Linked DNA regions of Mus musculus: region 2 is linked to region 1. Evidence: chromatin contacts called from public HiChIP or PLAC-seq data. All regions are on one chromosome and are shown on one strand. Each heading gives the region's core, a stretch centred on a gene start, on an enhancer-like site or on the middle of the called end of the contact. The rest is flanking DNA. Distances are from core to core; before and after follow the strand shown.

Evidence for each region. HiChIP or PLAC-seq counts read pairs in DNA pulled down with a chosen protein or histone mark.
Region 2: a contact with region 1 is called in a FOXA1 HiChIP or PLAC-seq map of pancreatic cancer cells. The contact joins the promoter of Grhl3 here to the promoter of Hmgn2 in region 1. A contact is called at or near these places in 1 of 39 promoter capture datasets (liver) and 1 of 115 datasets of contacts at active chromatin or transcription factors (pancreatic cancer cells).

Annotation. Positions count from the first base shown.
Region 1 is chr4:133,964,412-133,972,242 of GRCm38.p6, forward strand. Hmgn2 (high mobility group nucleosomal binding domain 2) reads right to left here and starts at 3,580. Exons shown (of 6, transcript NM_016957.3): 1 at 3,384-3,580; 2 at 2,546-2,590; 3 at 2,355-2,384; 4 at 2,018-2,068; 5 at 1,540-1,635; 6 at 328-1,162. The coding sequence starts at 3,398. The coding sequence ends at 1,127. It overlaps Dhdds (dehydrodolichyl diphosphate synthase), which reads right to left. Exons shown (of 9, transcript NM_001362959.1): 9 at 4,617-6,842. The coding sequence ends at 6,606.
Region 2 is chr4:135,570,575-135,577,610 of GRCm38.p6, forward strand. Grhl3 (grainyhead like transcription factor 3) reads right to left here and starts at 3,058. Exons shown (of 16, transcript NM_001013756.2): 1 at 2,834-3,058. The coding sequence starts at 2,850. It overlaps Gm30888 (a long non-coding RNA gene), which reads left to right and starts at 3,006. Exons shown (of 3, transcript XR_390832.2): 1 at 3,006-3,074; 2 at 6,755-7,036.

The sequences.
Region 1 (7,831 bases), core at 2,330-4,829:
CACTGTTCCCACCGTCTCAGACAGAAAACCCATCCCAAAGCTTTAAGAAGTTAACTGTTAGCTTGACCTTGATACAAGAACACTGCCCCAAGAAAGGCCAACAGCACTCTAGTCGGTCTAGGTGTCCGCACCAAACTTGGCCTGCCAATCAATCTCTACACGTCCTTGAAGAACCATTTCCCAAACCCACTCCCCAGTCTATTTCTGGGAAGCATATATATATACCCACCTCCACTTACCACCATGTGACCAGATCCAAGAGCAATGGATCAATACAAGAGACCTGGAAGGCAGGTTCCCCAGTGTTGGGAAAGATCAGAGGCAGCATTCCAAGCCTAACTGTAACCAGCTTTATTAAAGATTCTTTTCATAAACAATCATGGTATTTCAGGCAGGACATGGGCAGACAATCAACAATATACAAGAACTTCCAAATTCCCTTCTTGTATAGACTACCAAAATCAGAAAGCCACTATAAAACCCAATGAAGTCTTCATTCAATGCTTTGAAAAGGGGGAAGTAGCTTAGAGTGAGGGTTGACATTTCACATTAAGGATGTTGTTTTAACAACTTTTCACAAGCCGACCCTGACTTTTAGGCAGAATTATCAATCTGAAGATCCACAATCTTTTATAAAAGGAACCAGTGCTCTTTTGAGAACACTCAATGAAGTCACTGCAAAGTCCCCATCACTCAATGGACTGGGAAACCAATTTTGGGGGCCCGGTTCCAACAGGTCTCTGGTTTTTAAGGGAATTAAGTCTATGTTGATAGTACAGGGGGAAGAGGATATAAAAGTGAATTTATAGTTTCCCCAGACCACAAGGCATTGTTGTGCCTTGGTGGCCACCTAGGTCAAGACCAGGATCTCTCTCCTGGGAGCCAACAGGAGCCTTCCAAAATTATCAGGGAAAGAGGTTTTCTGTCCTCAATCCAGCTTGGGAGAGATTTTGTTACTGACACATGATCCTTCCCCCACCCAGTAATGAAGTGTTCTGTGTGCTAACAATATAGCTTAAAAAAAAAAAGTAAAACGAAATTCTGCATTTTTATAAAACTTGATAAAAAATAGTATTTCAAACTGTACAGTCACCAGAAGTACACAGTTATCAAAAATGCACACACATCACTTGGCATCTCCAGCACCTTCAGCTTTCTGTGCCTAAATGAAAAACAGATAAAGTCAGTATGTACACCAAAATTTATCTGCTCATAGTATTATATGGAATCATCTTGTTTCCGGGCTAAAATCCAGGTCTTGGGTACTTAAAAAGACCCCATGCATGCACCTGAAGAACAGACCACTTGCCAACCACCCCCCTACTAGAGAAGACCAAAGGTCACTCCCAGCTTTAAAACTCTATGGTACCAGCATGAGTGACCTATCAGGACAAGCTTTAGGTTATGGTAGACCTCTGAGGATTTCAGGCAGGAGGAAAATCACATCTAATGCAGTGTGACACAGATATAACAGGTAACAAGAAGTTTGGCTATCACTAAGTGCAGGTACACCCGACAAGAAACGAACAGCCACTCTACCTGGTCTGTTTTGGCATCTCCATTTTCTGCAGGATTATTCGCATCCTTCCCGGCGTCAGCTTTCCCCTTCTTCCCCTTGGGTACCTTCTCTCCCTTCTAAAACCAAGGAAGGATGGATACAAGAGTTTGTTAGCTTGCACATCTTATGTTACTGTGACATAACCTACAAAGTTCTACAAAGAGGGCTTGTCTATATCCCCTCTACTAAGCTAAAATAAATTACAATTTGCAGTCCTCCAGAGTTGTTCAAATTATAGGACAGCTAAAAATGCTTTTTTAAAGGTCAATTGTAGTTTTCTATAACTGCTGCCAAGGACACTAACAGGACAAGTTCTCAGGAACAAGGCTATCAATCAGAATAGCATAGGGCATCCACTAAAGGAGTCATCTCACGTTGAATTAGGCTAGGGTGGGGAAGGACAGTTCTCTGAAAATTCCTAGTCTAGAATTAGCACCGCGGTGTCTCAGGCTGGCTTACCTTCGCAGGGGCCTTTTTAGGTTTGGGCTCTGGCTTTGGAGGAGCAGGTTTCTTATTTTGGAAAAGTGGGGGAGGGAGAAGAGGAAACCATTAGTACCACAGACCCAAGAAACAACCCATCAAACCACAGCTTAGAAAACTAGTTCTCAGGATCACCTTTCTTTTACAATGTAAAAGCCATCTTTCACTTTAGTCTTAAGCATCAGAACGTGGGACAACAGCAAACACCTCTAGATGTGCAACAGCCACCATATATAATGCAACGGGATCACAGAGATCCGCCCCCAAGTGGTTCCCAGTATCAGGTAAAGATCAGGAAATAGACGCATACACTTACAGCAGACAACCTCGCAGATCTTCTCTGTGGCTATTAAAAAAGAAAGTAAGAGGAATAAGCACAGGTCTCCTCACTAGTCAGCTTCACATTAAAGAAAAGTTAATGAGACAATTCGTGGTCATTTACTACCACAGAACCTTGGTAGCTACTACGCAAGGCTTTGTGCGTTGCCCTCAATGGATAAGACTCACCTCGTCCTTCACCTTGGTTTTGTCTCCTTTAGCATCCCCTTCAGCCTACAAAATGATAAAAAGACCAAAACTTGTAACCTCGGAGGCAAATCTCAGAGAACCGGAACTTAACAGCAACCGTCAGACCCCATTCTAAAAACGCATACACCCAAGTTTTATATAAGAAGCCTTAACGGGGATAAGGCCCAACTAAAGTCCGAGACGCACGGAAGACCGGGCAGGCTGGCCGCAGAGCGCGGGAGAAGCTGGAGCCTGGCCCCACAGGCGCTCGGAGCCACCAGCGCCAGGCATTAACAGCTGCAGATTGTGCAAACAAACCTCTCCGGAGGCGGCGCCTGGCGCCGTTGCCATGGCAGCCGTCGAGGGCGGGAGCTCGGGGAAGCCGTGGGCGGGGGCGCGCGTCTCGTGCGCCCGGAACGTGGGCGGCCGGGGAGGGCGGAGCCACGCCGCGGGCCCGCCCCTCGCGGACGCAGTTTTGGCGGCAGCGCGCTCCCCCGCCCGCCCAGCCGAGCGCCGCCTTCCCGCCCTTTCGGGTTTGAATCGCCCGCTCGTTCGCTCGCTCGCCCGCGGGAGGAAGGGAGGAGGGGAGGGGGCTGCCGGTGGGGGAGGGGGCGCGGGCGGCCACAGGGAGCGGGATAAACAGCTGCCAACATGGCTCCTCCTGCTACCGCCACCGAGCCTCCAATATGGCTTCTGGCGCCCGCGGGCAGCGCGCCTCGCACGATTCGCCCCGCAGCCGGACTCGGGCTGGAACCTCGCGCCGCGCCCGACCTACCGCCGAGTCCCGAGCCCGAGGCTGGCGGTGGTCCCGGGGCGCCCGCGCGCTCGCGCCACGTACCTTTCTTTTGGGCATGGTGGCGGCAGGGGACGTCGGCGCTGAGCACGGGGATACAGCGGCGCGCGGGTTTGCTCCGTCCGGGGGTCGTCCTCGCTGCTTCCTCACACTGCTCGGGCTCCGGGGGGTTTATAAAGTTTTTATAGCGCTGGGAGCCCCGGACCGGTTAGAACCGGATTTCACCTCCCGTCGCCGCTCATTGGCCCAGTTGGGGTCACGTGGGCGGGGTTTAAACTCACCTCCTCTGGAGTGAGGAGGGGGTGCAGGGGGAGGGCGCTCGAGACGGCGGCGCGCCTTGGGGGAGGGGGCGCGCCTCGGAGTCGGAGGTAATAAATGAGGGGCGCGCGAGGCGGCAGGCTTGGGGTTCCGCTCCCGCCCAGACCTGGCTTTTGCAAACTACCAAGTTCCTTCCACCTTATGCAACCCTTCTACCCACTTCTCCAAGCCGTGCGACACTGGGCACATCTCGGCCGCTTTCCTTCCTGCTCCCGCCGGGGCCCCAGCAGAGGGGTTTGTGAGGCCTGGCCGCGCCGCCCAGCTCCAGAGGCGGCGGGAAGCGCGCCGGCCGCAGCCCCGGGGACCACGGGCTCCCGTGGGCTGAGAGCCGGGAGGCTAAGCTTGGCGCAGTCGGACGTGCATCCTTTTGAGTTGCCACCTTGGGGAGTCCCTCGGTGTGCTCACCTGGAAAGCAGTCCACGGGATGTGGAGGTGTGGGCTGGGAGGGGAGACTTTCCACACAGGGATGCCTTTCGGGTACAGCGGGGCAGGTAGGAGCTGTCCTTTCAGCACCTACTGCTGAGCCGCCTCCCCAACGTTAAACAGCCCCCCAACATCTGCCTGGTAGCTTCCTTAAATCCCCTCTGGCCCCTGTCACAGAATGGTGGAGAAAAGCCGGCGCCCCAGCCCGGGAGCACGCCCCTCCCACTCGGCTCTCTGGGTCTGGGCTGCAGCTACCCAGCTGCCCCCACTCAGCAGAGGCCATGGAACCTGGGCTTTGCAGATGCCACAGCTGGCTAAAGCCCGCCTCACACACCATCGAGCTGGCTTGCTCTCGGTTGCGTGAGGAAAAGGCGGTTGAAGGGAAGCGCCGGAAGATTAGGAAACAAGTAGATGAACAGGTGTGATGGCAGAGGGGCCCTTCCAGGCCACCCCCGCCCAAAGTCCGGCCTTCTAGAGCTAGCTGAGTGCACCCGATGGAGGGGGCCAACTGCAGCAGTAAAGCAAAACCTTCTCTCGTTTGCAGTTACCACACAAACCTTGTATCTCAAAAAGAAAATTTTAAATTCTTTTTGACATCCATAACACAACTGGCTAACATCTGCAATAGGGTGTTTGGTGCTCAGGCGGAAGGCACAAAATAGGTCCCATCTTAATTTCTGAGGCAAGGGTTGAAGCTAGTTTGTAATAGCCATGGCAGCAGAAAGCAGACATCTGCGAATTCAAATCAAGCATTTTTCAGCCTTTGCCTCTGGACAACAGTGGATCTGCCTCTCCTTTCCACGCCCACAGTGGCTCCCGAGGCAGCCATCCTCCACCCCACCCTGTGCACCTTTCCCAGAATACAGGTCCTGGGGCTGGAAGATACCAGCCCCATTAATCACCGCTACTGTACTCCAATCTTAAGAGAAAGTCAGCCAGGCCTCAACAGCCCTGCTTGCCCGGCAGATTCCGTTTGCTGCCTCCAGCCTCTCATTCCCGCCTTAATTGTAGGGCTCTGTATTATAGCCACATAATTCATGCCTCCCTAATTAAAGCTGTCAACAGCCTCATTGTAAAGCTGGAAAATGCACAGCACCTGCTCTTGGGGATCTCTGTGCCAGGGATTGCTTTTGGGGAGTGCCAGGTGTACAGGGGGCCTTGCCAAAGGGTGCACTGATTGGCTCTTGGTTTCAGTGTCAGGCCTTTTTTGATTCTGATAGGAAGAAGATGGCCAAAAAGTTCACCAGTGCCAGGCATCTGGGCACAGAAATAGGGATGGGGAAGAAGGCATAGCGCACGTTTTGGGGAGGGAGGTGCTGGGGGGAGGGCTTACAGACAGCATGAGACCAGAGTGACATTTGGTTGGTGGTTCTGGCTAGTACTCACAGCTCAGAGACACCTGAAGCAGACTAGCTCAGCAGAGACCTTTCTTCAGAGGTCATCTTCTCTCCTCAGCCCATGGGGAGGCCAGGAAAGGATGCAATCTTGCCTCTTTCCTGATGGGGAAGAGTTGGCCTCACAGGCTGAGAGGGCTAGAGTAAGTTCTGCCATGCAGAAAGCAAACTGTCTCAGGGCCTACTTAGGGAGCCAGGTCAAAGAGCTGTGAGGACCTTTTAGACTGGGAGTGGGAATCAGTTTGAGATGGCAAGGGAAGAAGACTTCAGGCCACTGGGAAATGCTTGGTTCTGTTCAGTCCTCGTATGTTAAACACAAATTGGCTTGTATTGGATTAGACTCTAGGACCTCTATGGGCCCTTCTGCCACCCTGTCTGTAGTCACGGAGGGGGTTGGGTCTCACAGGGGAGTGGAGCCTGGCCCCATGCCCTCCCTGCATGGGGGAGTAAAGCCTGTGTGGGCTGAGTTGACAATAGGTAATTGGATTGTAATCACCCGCCTGGTTTCCATGGGCCATTGGGGGCGCTGAGCCTTTCAGTGAGCAGTCAGTACTGGTAGTGGGAGGGGGTGGAGATTCAATAGCAAATCCCACGTGGAAAGCCAAGGGGAGGAGCAGCAGATGGGCAAATTTTCTTGCTGTCCTCCCCACCCCTTTCTTCCCTGCCCAATAATGTTGGCTGCCTATCAGTTAAAATTTACCAGTAGATCCAAATCTTTTGTGCAAGTCACATGGGGAGGGCTTAGGCAGGACTGGTAAAGGCCTAGGCTTTGGGAAGGTCTCTTCTGCACAGTGAAGGATATGCTGGTGGAAAAAGAACATGCATCCAGAAACAGGGACGGGCATATAGCTAATGAATTAGGGTCCCCTGTTCTCCAAATGTATTAGTGGCTGGACTTGGATTTAGTGTACACAGGAGAGATTCTACCTCACACTTCAAGGGTAACTGTCAAAGGTAGTCCAAAGGTAGCCATAGGCAGCAGAACTTGCCTTTGGGTTCCCTGCAAAACAGAGGGAGCCCAATTCATCAAAAACAGGGAAGTGCCTTTTCAAAAGAAAAGAAAGGAAAAGGAAAGAAAAGTCGGGGCCCAAGAGACAAAGGGCAGGGCAAAGTGGCTGGTAGCCAGCCCCACTTAGGCAGATGCAGTGCCCCAAAGTGCCAGCCAGTTGGCCCGTTTAAGTTCCAAGGCCTTCAGGAAGCCTTGGACTCGCTCTTCCCGTTTGGTGGAGAGTTTGTGCAAGCGTGTCCGTCGGAGTTGGGCATCCCCACTGGCCTGGAGCCCCTCTCGAAGCAGCTGCTCTGTCACTGCGGCCTGGTCCCTCTCCAGCTGGCGCCTCTTCCGCTCCTCAGCGTACATGTCTCGGGCCTTCTGCTAGAGAAAAGTAGGGTTTGAGGCAGGAATATAATTTTAGGTGTGGGATAGGGCACAGAATGGCCAAGTACACAAACTCTGGAGAGTTTCTGCCAGGATGGAAAGGTATGGACCTGTGTAAGCAGTGTACACAGGCAATTCAGGAACAGTTCATCTTGGCTTGTTTTGTGTGGAAGTGTCTTCATTTCTTAAAATCCTTTTCAAGCTTATGCTTAGAAACAGGTAAATAGTCTGATTTCTGATTCTTCCACCAACTAGTTTTGTGGCTTTGGGGAGATTCTCTCGTAGCCTTTTAAAATTTTATTTGTAAAGTGGGGGTTGTGCTTACCTTGAAGAGAGGTTTAAAGGATTAGGGATAATAAATGCAAAATCCACATTAGCTACATTGTCTACTGTCTGGGACAAAACACTCACTGGGTCTCCTCATGGTTCCTAGGTCAATGTGAGATGCCACTCTCCAACTTTCTAATCTAGACTTGCCTCTTAGAATGAAGACAGGCTTGACTATGAGCAAATGGCCCTTCTAGGAACACCGCAGCAAATTCAACTCTGTTAAGCCACTTACTGCTGCCTAGACCTAGACTAGGCATTAGTCTCTAGTCGGCTCTCCCTCTTAGAAAGAATCCTCGGCGGCTCTGCAGAGCCAGCAGAGCCAGCAGAGCCCTGGAATCAGCTCTGGCAGATGGTAGCAATCTGTCTCTGGTGACACCTCCTAGACCTCGCGTGTGTCTTTGGACAATAATGAGCCCTTTTGAGAGAGGAGAGACGACTTTTCCTCTCTGGCACTTGGAGCACTGTACAGGAAGCACTGAAGCACTTGACCATGTGGTCATAAAAGGGTAGTAAGGACACCTGCGGCAAAAAAGGGGGGGGCTGCTTCATCTCATAGACTCTTGCCTTGCCTTGCCAAACTGTGGCCTATAGAGCTCCTGCTGAACAGAATCCATGAGCGAGCAACCTGGTGGAGTGCATTTGTTCCTGAGTCA
Region 2 (7,036 bases), core at 1,808-4,307, 1.6 Mb after region 1:
GAGGCATGGTGCCCCCGGAATGGACCTACTGTGTATGAAAGGTAGTGAAACCTTCCATCCTTCATCAGGTGTCTTAGACAGCCTTGTACACAGTAGGACACTGCGGAGGGTCTGAAGAGGCCAGTGGTCACCAAGAATCTGGCTCTCAAGAGAGCCACAGTCTCCAGTCTAGGTCAGGGCCTGTGCCAGACCGCCCACTTAGCCAGGCCCATGGTGGGCAGTGTGGAGGTTCAGGTTGTTTTTCCTGGGGAGTCCGAAGCTAGCGCTCCAGGAACCCTTGCAGCCAGCCCCCGCCACTGGGTACTGCTAGGCTGTGGGCTGGAAGCAGGGTGGCTGACAGAGGTGCCAGGCGCTGGGTCTGACCACATGAAAGGCCAGGTGCTCACCACCCACCAGCTGCCTGGAGCTGGTTTCTGACTTACATTGGCCAGCCTTTCCAGGGCCACCTCCCTGTGGAGGCCTAGGACCGCGCTGGGGTGGGGTGGGGAGGTGGTCTGCCACCACAGCTCAGTGTTTCCCTGTCAGGTAGGTGGGTTCTTAGTGGACACTTCACTCAGGAGAAAGCCGAGAGTCAGCAAGGGCAGACTCACTCAGTTTGATTTGAAGCAGATGCGGACCTGACTTTTCACTAATGCCCCAGGGCTGACAAGTTGTTTATTCTCTGAGGGCTGGAGATGTCTGCTTGTCCTAGTAGGATATTCCAGCCAAGGTCACAGTAAGAACAAGGCCACAACAGCAGCAGCAGCAGCAGCAGCAGCTTAAAACACACATCCACACACACACACTCACAGGCACTTGTTGGCATCAGGACCTCTCAAACCTATGACTCCACAGGCACTTACAACACACTCGAACACACACAGACACACCCATACACATATACGTGTGTGTGCACACACACTCAAGCATGCCCACAACATGTTCTCTCTCTCTCTCTCTCTCTCTCTCTCTCTCTCTCTCACACACACACACACACACACACACACACACACACACACACTCACAGGCAACCTCAGACTCCCCAGTTCTCAGAGTGGCTGAGCCCCCAGGTCAATCACTGTAATCTCCAATGGTAGCTTCAAAGTTGACCTGCATTACTCAGCAGGCACAGGCTTTCCTGAACGGAGAAGCCTCTTCTGTCAGCCCATCCGACTTCCAACCCAAACCATTCAGGACACTAGCAGAAAACCTGTTCCGTAAGCCAGCTTCTCCATAGCCCCTGAGGAGAAACCTGAAAAGATTCTCTCTGCAGCCTCCGCAGGCAGCTGTAATTGGCATGCGTGAGTGTGCTGGAGACGTGTGTCTCAAGTGTGTGTGTGTGTGTGTGTGTGTGTGTGTGTGTGTGTGTGTAAAGCATAGAAAAATAAAAAGCAAGAAAGCTTCAGAAATGCCCAATTATTAATGTCTCCACAAAGGGAGAAAGGCATTATTAGCATGTTCCCTAACAGGCTTTAAATCAATCACTGTCATAAAACTGAACCCTGTAAGGACTGCCACTTGGTCACAGCACGCACAGTCCAGGAGATGCAGGCTTGGGTCACTCAGATAATAAGTTCAGGGGTTGGGGCTTGAATCTGGGCCCTAACACTGTGTTTCTATTTTTACTTTAATTGGGGTTCAACTGTCAAAACAGTGTCCTGAGAATCTATTAAAAAAGAAACCTGATGCTTGTAACCATAGTGGTTGGACAGTAGATGTGGCTGTTCAAGCCGGACACACCCCAGAGCTAGCCGGTACATGGGTTCCTGTCTGCAGTTAGGACCCATCAATTCTGCCTGCAAGCGTTTGAGTTCTTAACCTGCTGAGGAAAAGCTCCAAAGAGAGAGACAGAGAAGGGGAGGAAACAACAAGAGGGTCACTGCTAAAGAGGGGAGAAAGGGGAAGTCTGTTTCTTTCCTGCTAGCTCCTTGCCCACAACTTAAAGCGACTCACACCCTCGACTTCTGTCTTCTCCAACATCTGTACCTGATACTGAGGCTGAGAGTGAGGTCAGCGTCAGCCAGTCAAGGGATTCTAGATCCCAGATGTGGGCAGGAATGCACCTGCCTCTCGCCAGACAACACAGATGACCTCACCAAAATCTAGTCCTCGGCTTCCCCAGCGTTAGCACTGCCTCTGGATAAAACTGACCACAATTTATTGAACGCAACTTCAGACCCCTTTCTCTTTGGTAAGCATTTTTACAGCTTTCAGCACACCTAAGAACTCTACAAAGTTCTCTTGTTCCAAATTTCCAAATCAGGAAAATGAAGCTCAGATAAGTCCAACGACTTTTTAAGAATGAACAGCGGAGGAGAGACGGAGCCTGGGTTTGAACCTAAGGAAAGCCACTACAGAGCCCATGTATACAGCCATTACACTATAGTAGCCAGATCGCTTGGGACTGTTCCAACTCAACATAAAGGACCTTTAGAGAAACTCAACTCTTTGCATAAGACAGCTCTGAGAACCACCTCCAAGACGTTCCCTTTGGCAAGAGGAGAGAAAGCTTCCCTGGGGCGGGAGTGTCTCTGATTTCCAAGGCACCTCCAGAGTATCAAAAAGCGATGCCAAGATTCACGGTTTCAGGCAGCCCGGGTGTTTGCCTTCCTCGAAACTGCTCAGCACAGAGAGAAAGAAAAACTATTTTCCCAGGGAAACAGTCAGCTCTAGATAGAGAGCTGAACGTGCCTCAACACGCTAAGGCAGGATCGTCAGCCCATTCATTCACCCTTACAAATTGCCGTGTGAATCCGGGCGCCCGGCCTCCCTTGCTCTTCCCTCTGCAGGGAATCCCAGCCAGCCTCGGTGTGCTGGGGAGGCCGGGAGGCCAGACATCCGTGGCTTTACTCACTCAAGTTCATTCGACATCTTCCTTCTCCGAGGTTCCAGCGATCCGTCTCTGGTTGGCTCGCAGGCGCTGCTGACCACTCGTCTCTTAATTCTCCTCTGACACAGACATTCCCTTCCTGCCCGGGGAAGCGTTTGCTCTACGTTGCGCTTTGGATGTTGAGATTTTGCTGACAGCGGTCCCCGGCTGCGGTGGCGCTGATTGGCTGGAAGCACAGGTGCCGACTGCAGCTAGACCACAGCAGGTGCAGATGTTAACTTTTGGCCCACCAGCAGGGGCGGAGCTCCGGGGGGCTGACTGGGTGGAGCCGGCCAATTCCTTCTTAGCTGAGGGGGTGAGGGGGTGGAGACGAGGGAAAAGGGAGGAGACAAACGTTGGGAAGGAACGGGAGAACTAGAGGAAAAATACAGACAGGTACTTGGCTCAAAGGGAAATCTCTGTCCATCTCATCGCTCGGATCCTGGATCCCACAAACATCTCCCCACAGACACCATATCTCTTTATAGTCACCTTCTCTACCCGGAAAATTTCACGGAAGAGAGCAGGTAGCTCTCTGTGAGTCCCCTCTCTTTTCTCCAGAACTTTCCCCTTCGGGTAACAAACACCACAGGTTCTAGTCTTGTTAGCTAAGTGATTTCTTCCTATTCTCCCAGTAACCAGCTAGGAAGGACTTTCTGTCAACTCTCCCTTCCACCCCAACCAACCCCATGCCCTCTACAGGTGATCGAGGAAATGTAGGTTGGAGAGGCAGGGTGCCTTGCCTAAGGGTGAGAGCCAGTGTCAGAGACCCGTTCAGTCATCTGGGAGACTAGCTACTCCTTGAGTTGAAGTTGGTGGCCTCAGTTGACAGGGGACATTTACTAAGTACCGAGTGTGCAAGGTCTCCTCGCTCTGGGTTCTGGGGCAATAGCGGGGAAAGAAAATGCTGGTTTCTATTCAGGAGGAGCCCCCCCTCCCCCAATGTGCATGAGTGTGTGTGTGTGTGTGTGTGTGTGTGTGAGAGAGAGAGAGAGAGAGAGAGAGAGAGAGAGAGAGAGATGGGGTGGGGAATCAGGGAATTAGGGCAGGGCAGCCTTTCATCTTGTGCGATGCCAATCTGAACGGGATGTGGGCAGACCACATGCCTCTGGCCAGCCCAGAAAGGATGGAAAAGTTGAAGGTGGTTGCCTCAGGAGTCTTAGCTGGCCAGTACACTGTAAGTGCTCTGTGCTAGGCACTCAGGAGATGCCTCTTAGGCGAGGGGATGGTGGGGGATGGGCTATGAACAACCTAGGGTGGTCATCCCCAAATGCCCACAAGTACCAGCAGAAACAGAGAGCTTCCATGGGGTTCATAGGAAAAGAGATCTAAGCTGCGAATCTTGGAATCTCATGCTTACTCTTTTACCAATACCCTCAGCCCCGCCCCCATGCCCACTCTCCCCATCCCCCACTCTCCCAACCATCCCCCCCCACTCCACCCCCAGTTCATTGCTCATTCTTCCTGGGTACCTCACCTTGAGCGTTCCTCTGGAGGAAAGGTGACTTTACCCTGAGAAGCCCTATCTGATAACTCAGGAGGGCCTGCTTAGGATGGGCTACCGGGCTTGAAGACTGATCGGAGTCCTTTCCCATTGGAATCTGTTTGAGGGCTACCCCTAAGGAGCCCTGAGGTTAGCTAAGGACCATGGTGATTGCTAACACGGCTAGCTCTCTCTCCAGTAATGCTTGTGAGAACAGACATCCAGCCCTCAGGTTTCACATGGCTTTATTCTGTTCCCTGCAAAGCCCTTCCGGATTTTCTCACATCATCAGGTGTCTATCTCCCTTCCCTCTGGAACGTGAGTTCCGTAGGAGCAAGAGGCCTTGTCTGCCTTGGTTACTCTCCAGCACTGGCTTAGGTGTCTGGCTCCCAGTAGGTGCTGTGAATGTTGCGTAGATCAGGTATCGTGCCAAGCCTTCTTTATGCATCATGTCAATACCCAAAGTGAGTCAGGCACTTTGCTATCATCCCGTGAGATGAGGGGACCGGGATGCAGATCACTCACTATAGCTGAAGGCAGCGGCAATGTGAGCAGTGACTGGCTCTGAGCGATCGCTTACAGCAGTCACGGTGCTGAGAAGAACTGCAGGCCCGCGGCAGCCCAAAGGATGGCACACTTCTCTTTGTAGTCTTCTCCCTGACTAACTCACCTCATGAAAGGCTGGAGAGTTTCTGTCAGCCGTGTTGCAATGGATGTGGTGTGACTCATGCTTGCTGAGCTTGTGGGGGGGTGGGGGGAGACACTGGGATTTCGGGTGGCATGTCTGTGCTCGCTGGGCTTTATAAACGGGTCCTCTCCCTCTCTGGGTCCTGGCTCTGTGCTCACAGCCATTGTTAGAGATCATCAGAGGGTCTCTGTGACTCCTTACACAGGAAGCCTCCAGAAGGTGCCCCGATAGGTACCACGGATGCAAGGAGCAGGTGTGCAGGGTTCCGGGAGTCCTCCCAGCCATGTGACAAGGCCAACACAGACCTTTGCCACCACAGCTCAAAGAGGCCAAGATTTTGAAGTGATATTGCCCAAGTCTGGCTGCCTGCCTTTCCTAGTCCTTGGGGGTATGATGCAGCCCAGGGCCAGGGGAGGCTGGCATCACTGCCCTTGCATGGACATCCCAGCTCTTGGTTGCTCTAAGAAATTATAAGCATAGACCAGCCAATCAGATGAAACACAATTAGATCCACTAACAGTACTAAGTAATGACAGCTTGCTATTCCGTGTAAAATTACCCCTGTTAGGGCATAGTATTGATAGAAGACACAGAGCTGGGTTTGAGTCCCAGCCCGGGCACCTTATCAGCACCATAAGGTTGGGCCAGTGACCAACCTCAGTTTCCTCATCTGTATTTGGGTACAAAACCATGCTCCAACCTCACAAGTTGAATCGCTTTGTGCTGCACATGACCACTTACGATTCACTTCCTGCAGAAGAGTGTGGTACACCCCCCACCCCCTTAGGACCACTATGCTGAATAAGCACCAGCCCCCAGGGTCACTTACCACACAGCAACACTCAATGGGACAGCCTTGCTAACAGCCCTTCCTCTTAAAATCCCAGGTCTCCATGACTACCCAGATCTCAGGAATACCTATTAGCCTATAAGGAGATATTGAAGTGTAGAATGCCCAACAGAGGTGCTCTGTGGCAACTGTAATGGCAAGATTGGACTCTCCTTCCCCGCCAAGTAGTCTGTGTTGAGCTTGCTAATGCAAGCTAAGAGGTTCCACACAGTCCCGCAGCACCATCACCTTTGAACGAGGCCAGGCACGGAGCTGGGTGGTAAAGACTTAGTGGGCCTTGGGTTTGATCCTTGGCAATCGCCCAACCCCCACCCCAGAAAGTGATTAAGCCAAAATGAGTGCCTACAGACTACACCGCCACTGGGTTCCTGTCCTTCCTAGGGCAGAGGTGGAGATAAAGAGACAAGACTGAAGGCCAAGGAGATGATTCAGTCAGTAAAATGCTTGCCGTGCAAACATAGCCGGAGTTTATCCCCATAACCCACATTAAAAAAAAAAAAAAGCCAGGTGTGGTGGTGCATGCTTGTAAACCCCTGGAGTTAGGGGCTAGAGAAGGCAGATCCTTGGCAGATCTCTGTAGCTCACTGTCTCCTCAGCCTAACCTACTCAGTGAGGTCCATGCCCTTGAGGACCCTCTCTCAAAAAATCCAAGATGGACGGAGCCTGAAAGATGACATTTGAGAACATACCTAGGCCCAGAGAGACGTGCACACATGTGCTCATATAAAGGGAAGACTCTCGTCAGCTGACATCCTCACTCTAAGCAGTGAGCGGAGATATCAGACCTGCACGTCATTTAGCAATGGCAGTTATTGTCACTTAGTCACTCCGTGGCTCTTGCTTAGAATCTTCACCTAACAGTGGGGTCTGGGGTTCCTTTCCCAGATGGGCCTGGTTCCTGCAAGACCATGTCTGCCTTCCCGGAGCTGTGACTTCTGGAACCTTGGATAAGACCTTTCACCAACTGTGAAACTCTGTTTCCCCTCATTTAATCAAGGATGGTTAAACCGAGATGTTGACCACTCCCAGCTAAAAGTGAACTCAGAAAAACCTGTTAATTCCAACAACACCACCGACAACAGGATCGGGGCACAGCCACGCCCTCTGCAGTCAAGGGAAGTGGCCAAGGTCTGGTTCCAGCAGAGGTTCCCTCATTATCTGGTGATA